Regions from separate parts of the Mus musculus genome. Here region 2 is linked to region 1. A link is a contact called in public promoter capture Hi-C data. All regions are on one chromosome and are shown on one strand. The core of a region is the stretch at or near the end of the contact, and the rest is flanking DNA. Distances in the headings are between cores, read along the strand shown. Region 1 holds the start of Trmu (tRNA 5-methylaminomethyl-2-thiouridylate methyltransferase). Region 2 overlaps Cerk (ceramide kinase).

The links. Promoter capture Hi-C pulls out the DNA fragments that hold promoters and counts their contacts.
Region 2: a contact with region 1 is called in a promoter capture Hi-C map of neural stem cells. The contact joins the enhancer-like site here to the promoter of Trmu in region 1. A contact is called at or near these places in 7 of 39 promoter capture datasets (the C10 cell line, the HPC-7 cell line, cranial neural crest and 4 more), 1 of 15 datasets of contacts at CTCF or cohesin (the NIH/3T3 cell line), 13 of 115 datasets of contacts at active chromatin or transcription factors (the 230-238 cell line, the SCID.adh cell line, T-cell acute lymphoblastic leukemia and 8 more) and 3 of 9 other capture datasets (adipose tissue, embryonic stem cells and liver).

What each region holds. Positions count from the first base shown.
Region 1 is chr15:85,878,024-85,880,723 of GRCm38.p6, reverse strand. It overlaps Trmu (tRNA 5-methylaminomethyl-2-thiouridylate methyltransferase), which reads right to left and starts at 1,397. Exons shown (of 11, transcript NM_028063.2): 1 at 1,266-1,397. The coding sequence starts at 1,347.
Region 2 is chr15:86,167,006-86,169,705 of GRCm38.p6, reverse strand. All of the region lies in intron 1 of Cerk (ceramide kinase), which reads left to right. Among named protein-coding and RNA genes, the nearest start is that of Gm15569, 17 kb to the left of the region's middle. Within about 2 kb of position 1,300, at least 149 of the 459 cell types and tissues checked have an H3K27ac peak or open chromatin away from gene starts, as enhancers often do. A contact at or near this core is called in the HPC-7 cell line, the SCID.adh cell line, T-cell acute lymphoblastic leukemia and 6 more, where this site is marked.

The DNA of each region.
Region 1 (2,700 bases), core at 148-2,647:
GAGAGAGCCTTTGTTTTGGCTAGGTTCCCACTGTTATGATAAACACCACGATCAACAGCATCTTGGAGAGGAAAGGATTTATTTGGCCCTAAAGGTCACAGTCTACCATCAGGGGAAGCTGGGGCAGGAACTCAGGTCAGGAACCTGAAGGCAGAATTGAATCATAGGTTATAAAAGAATACTGCTTATGGGCTTGTTTCTTTGGCCTGCTCAGCCTGTTTTCTTATAAAACCTAGGACCACCTGCCCAGAGATAGCATTACTCCTAATGGAACGAGGCTTCCTACACCAATTATTAAGAGAAGGCCCCACTGACTAGCCTACAGGCCAGGGTGATGACAGTTTCTCAGCTGAGGTTCCCTCCTACCAGAGGACCCTAACATGTCACATAGTTTTAATGTGACATAAAAACTAGGCAGCAGTTGATCTCCCTTTAGTAGTAAAAGATAAATCTGTAAGAATGATGCCAACCTTTGCCACTTCCCAAAGCATCTAGTTACACAGTTCTCATTGGAAACCTTCAAAGACTCACACTGCCTACTCAACATTACCCCAAATTCCTTAATACCGTCAGCTTCACTAACCCCACTATATCCTATTCTGGCCGGCACTCTCTCCTCTGCCTCCTGCCTGTGTTACTGCAGCCAGTTCTTTGTAGAGAAATGCTTCCCTCTTCCTTTCTCACCATAGTACACACCTGTATCCTGTGGCTCTTTTACTCTGTCATAACAGCTGTGATTATAAAAGAATCGCTCCTGCTTTCCGATATATCTCACATTGTATAGCTAACCCTTTCAATACATACTGTGCCATTTAATCATTCCAGTCATCCCATATTACGGGTCATCCCATTTTTACTGGGGGGTGCTTAGTTAACTTGCCCAAGCCCAGGCTCCTGGCCCCGCGCCTCTGCACCCCGCGTGCCCCGGGGAAGATGATCCACGGCTGAGGGGGACTCCATTAAAAGCCGCCAAGGTGAATGCGGAGAGGTTGACACAAGGTGGGGCCACACAGCAGGAGGAATGTACACCGGTCGTTGGAATCAGATCCGAACCCTAAGGACCCATGAGGCTACATCTACAAGTCAGGAAGAACTGGTAGCTGTTCGGAGTGAAGTTTGTCATCCAACGAAGGAGAACACTGGAGTGATTTTGTCATTAGAGTTGGCGGTGTCCTCGCCTGGAGGCCCGCGGAGTCTGCAAAAGGCCAGGCCTCAGACCTGGAGGAGCCCAAGCTCCTGTCCCCAGTGAGGAACCCTGGCCTCACCTCTCCGCCGCAACAGCAGCGCCGCCACCGCGCTGTCCACACCGCCAGACAGGGCGCACACGACGTGCCGCAGCGCCGACATCAGGCTACACCGCGAGCTTTCTGGCTGCGTCCAAGCTACGCCGGAAGTCCCAGCCTCCGGGGGACGGGGGGGACGGGGGGGGGGGGCGTCCTCACTCTTCACCCGGCGGGAAACGTGCTCCGCTCACCCAGTGTTCTGCAGGCTTTTGGGTTCCGCGCGGCGGATCGGCCGAGGAGCACTAGGTGGCAGCATGTCCCAGATAGGCCAGCGATGAGTTGGTCGGGTCCGGCTTCTTAGCCACCACTCGCTGCCCTTGCGACGTTTTCTTCTGTGCTCAGCTGGCGCTCCTGGGTCAGCTGCACCAGGAACAGCCTCCGCTCGGGCTTGAGGTCTCAAAGGCGTTCCTGGGCACACACAAGGTCGAGATGCTGTGTCGGCCGCTGGCTCCTCCTGTTTACCCGCTGGAGGGACAGGGCTGTCAACACGTTCTCATTGGATTCTAGATGCTTGCGGGCCTGGCGGGTGCAGAGCCAGTGGAGGACAAAGCATAGTGGACCGTTGCTCAGTAAGGCTTTGCTAGCAGCTCAGTCAACGGGTTGGAGTAGGGGATGGGAGCGTAGTTAACCAGACCCAGACAGTAGCTGGGAAGGATGGGCCACGGAAGACTGGGAGAGTTTGGAGTCGCACCTGTTCATCCTGGTGCCTGTGATTTAAGAGTGTTTGTTTCGTGGGCCATTCTTGGAGGACGAACGAGCACTCTGCGGGGATCAGCTCTAACGAGTGGATGCTTTGGGGACCTCAGGCTGGAGCTGTGGCTCTTCCTGAATTGATTGTGGGGGGCCTCGCACATGACAGATGTTGAGTGGCTGCTGGAAGAAAATAGATACGAGTCCTGGGACAGAAAGAGAGAGAGAGAGAGAGAGAGAAGAGAGAGAGAGAGAGAGAGAGAGAGAGAGAGAGAGAGAGAGAGAGAGAGAGACAAAAGGGCAGGGGGTCATGTCTGTGGAGTGTTCTAGCCTTGAGGACCAGGACCTCCCTTCTTGGGTATGGGCATTTAGTATAGCAAATCTCACTTTTCCTACCAGAACCTATGATAGGGCCAACCACAAAGTAGCAGAAACCAGACAAACCTATGTTAGAATTTTTGTCTACTTGACACAAGCTAGGGGTGGGGGGACATCAATTGAGAAAATGCTTCCATTAGATTGGCCCTTAGACAAGTCTGTGAGATTTGTTGATTGATGTGAGAGCCACACCAGTGCAGGTGATCTTGGGTTGTAAAAGAAGGCAAACTAATCAAGCCATGCGGAGCAAGCCAGTAAGCAGTGTTCCTCCATGGCCTCTGCTTCAGTTCCTGTCAAAATTCCGTCTCTAACTTTCCTTCAGGTTGGTCTGTGATTCGGATGTGCAAAC
Region 2 (2,700 bases), core at 51-2,550, 290 kb before region 1:
CAGCTGCAGCCTAGACAGCACAGGGCACAGCAAGACAGCATACCGTTCTTGGACCAGATGAGCTATGCCTAGCCCTGGCTTTCTTATTTCTTTCCCTTCAAAGCAGAAAGTTCCCTGAAGGGCAGCCTGTTGCCAGTGTCCTCATCACACAGGCTCGGGGCCTGCCTGGTCTGGGAAAAACTGCACTTCTCATCCCGGGTCTCTGTGAACCTTCTAACCTTGCTGGTAGTGTATGAGGACGTGTACCAGAGAAATATAGCATTCTATAGGAAAAGAAAGGGCCCAGAATTCCTGCCTGGCCAGCTGTTTGCCAGGGTCCCCCTCCTGTTCTCAGTTGCTGTGGTTGATGTCATCAAGTGTCCATGTGGCCATCCTGGTGTGTGGGCATCTCCCCGTACGGTCTAGACTGCATATCAGAGAACTTGTTTGAGGGGCATTCCACCCCAAGAGGTCCAGATGCCAGCTCCTTCAATACCTCTGAGTCACACAGTTCTCGCCACTGACCCCTGTGACTGACAGTCTCAGTTTCCTGGCACAAGGCATTGGATGTAGAGGTGGGGGTGTAGAAGATGTAGAGGTGCTGTGCAGGGATGGGGGGCCTGTTGGAAGCACAGCGCCACTGATGATAGCTCAGGTTTCTGATAGGTCATTTTTATCGAGCCGTTCTTCTTTGTCCACAGATCCTCATTCCTTCCCTTCCCTTAGCCCCGCCCAGTCCCTAGCAGGGAGATGCTACAATCTCCTACACCCTACATGACATTCCCATCATAGAGCCCCTCTCTCCTTGCATCCCTGACTCCTTGTCCCTCACTGCTTCTTGGCCTACCCTCTTCCTACTGTTGTTCTCTCCGGAACCACTAGCTCAATCACAAGATCTCCCCAGCCCCTCCCCCCCCCCACGCCAGGCCTGAGTCCCTCCTGACAGCTCATGTGACTTACCCTAGTTCAATGTTTTTCCGCCTCCCAATTCACCCATCCGGTTATGCTTGTGGGGATCTAAACAGTGCTGGTTTTAGAGCTTTTGTTCCCACCAAGGGACAATGCCAGTGTCACATGAGCCGTGGTGTGGCTTGTGTGCAACGGCAGCTGTGGAATGTACTGTGGGCTGCGTGGCTGTGTGGGGTCCCTGGTGCAGCATGGCCTTTGGGGTCTGGCCAGCAGAGCATGTGACATCAGGGACATTAGGACACTGTTCTCTCCTTTCTTGGTCTGAGACTCCCTCTGAATATGTAAGATGAAGCATGATTCGTGGGCACACTTTTAAGAGAGTTGTCCAACCGTCACTAGCACACTTTAGTTATTTTGTGATGTAACACGGTTGCCTCTTAGTCTTCTGAACATCAGATGCTTATCTCACTCCACGACTGTGCTTAGCAGCTGTGACTTCTGTCACCTGATTCTTAGGGACAGTCACAGTTATGAATAAGAGGCACTGGGAAATGCTTGAAGTCTGCCCTCAGTGGTCCTAGACTCAAAGCACAGGGGGCTTTATCAGAGGGTCACTGCCTCAGGTTTGTTCTGAGGACCTGATGTGAGCTTGGCAGGTGAGCCATAACAGCACAGAGATGTGCCTCTGTCACCTCCTGGTGTTGCAGGAAGGAGGCAGTCAGAGGTCGGGTGGGTACAGGGAGTGGGTGCAGGGTCACAAGCAGGGCAGGATTTGGAGGCGGCTCCATGAGGGCCAGGTCAACATCCCCAGAAATGGGGAAGATGGGTAAGTTGCAGGAGAAGGGAGGGGCCATGTCGGAGAATTGGCTGCTGGTGGCAAGCTACTTGCTATGTAGAAGGTGTCCAGATGTCTGTCACAGGGCCTGTCCTGAGTAACATCCTCGCAGGAGTAACGAGGAGCTGTGTGGGGTGAGGGAAGGGGAAGACTAGGGAAGGGAGAATTAGAAGCAGCTAAAAACTGAATTTCGGAGGCACAATGGTATAAAAATGGGAATCCCAGGAGGCAGCCACCTGTGGAATGCTGAGGGTGGCCCCAGACCCAGGGTGGGCACAGGGTCCACAAGGCAATGGGCTTGATCCTGCTCAGTTCAGCCCCTCCCAGTGTATGTGCCTCTGGGGATTCTGGGGGCATGACTACAATCCTTTCATGGCTCAGATCGAACCTTCCAGGTTCTGATGACCCAATTTCAATGGCACCAACTTGGGGAAAAATACTACCACAAAGGGATCACAGGTGCCACCACAGCATGGCCTGCTAATTTGGGTGCTGGCAGAGACGCAGGATTTTTTTAGCTAGACTGCAGGGTTGAGAGCCAACCTAGGAAGCCAGCAGGTAGCAATGTTCATCTGTACAAAAATACAAGGTGATTCATAAAGAAGCATTGGGAGTCCAGCCTGTGTTCAAAGAGGATGCTGTGTCTGTAATTGCCTCTGCTCCCCCTGACCGGCATAGCCTCAGCCCACAGCTTCTGTCGGAACCTGTTATTTCCCAAGGCTGCGTGCCCAGCCTAGAACTTTCTTTTGATCCAAGTTAAGTAATTACAGCATGCGTCAAGCAAGTTTAGACCAGTCTGCCTCTCTCTGAGCTACTGGGTTAGAGATTTTTAGTCACCAGGCATGACGGGGTACACCCATATGCACTCAAGAGGCTGAGGCAGGAGGATTGAGAGTCCATGGCTAATCTGGGATATCTAGAAAGACTGTACTTAACTCAAAGCAACAGAATCAAACCAAAAGATTGCCTGGAGCTGT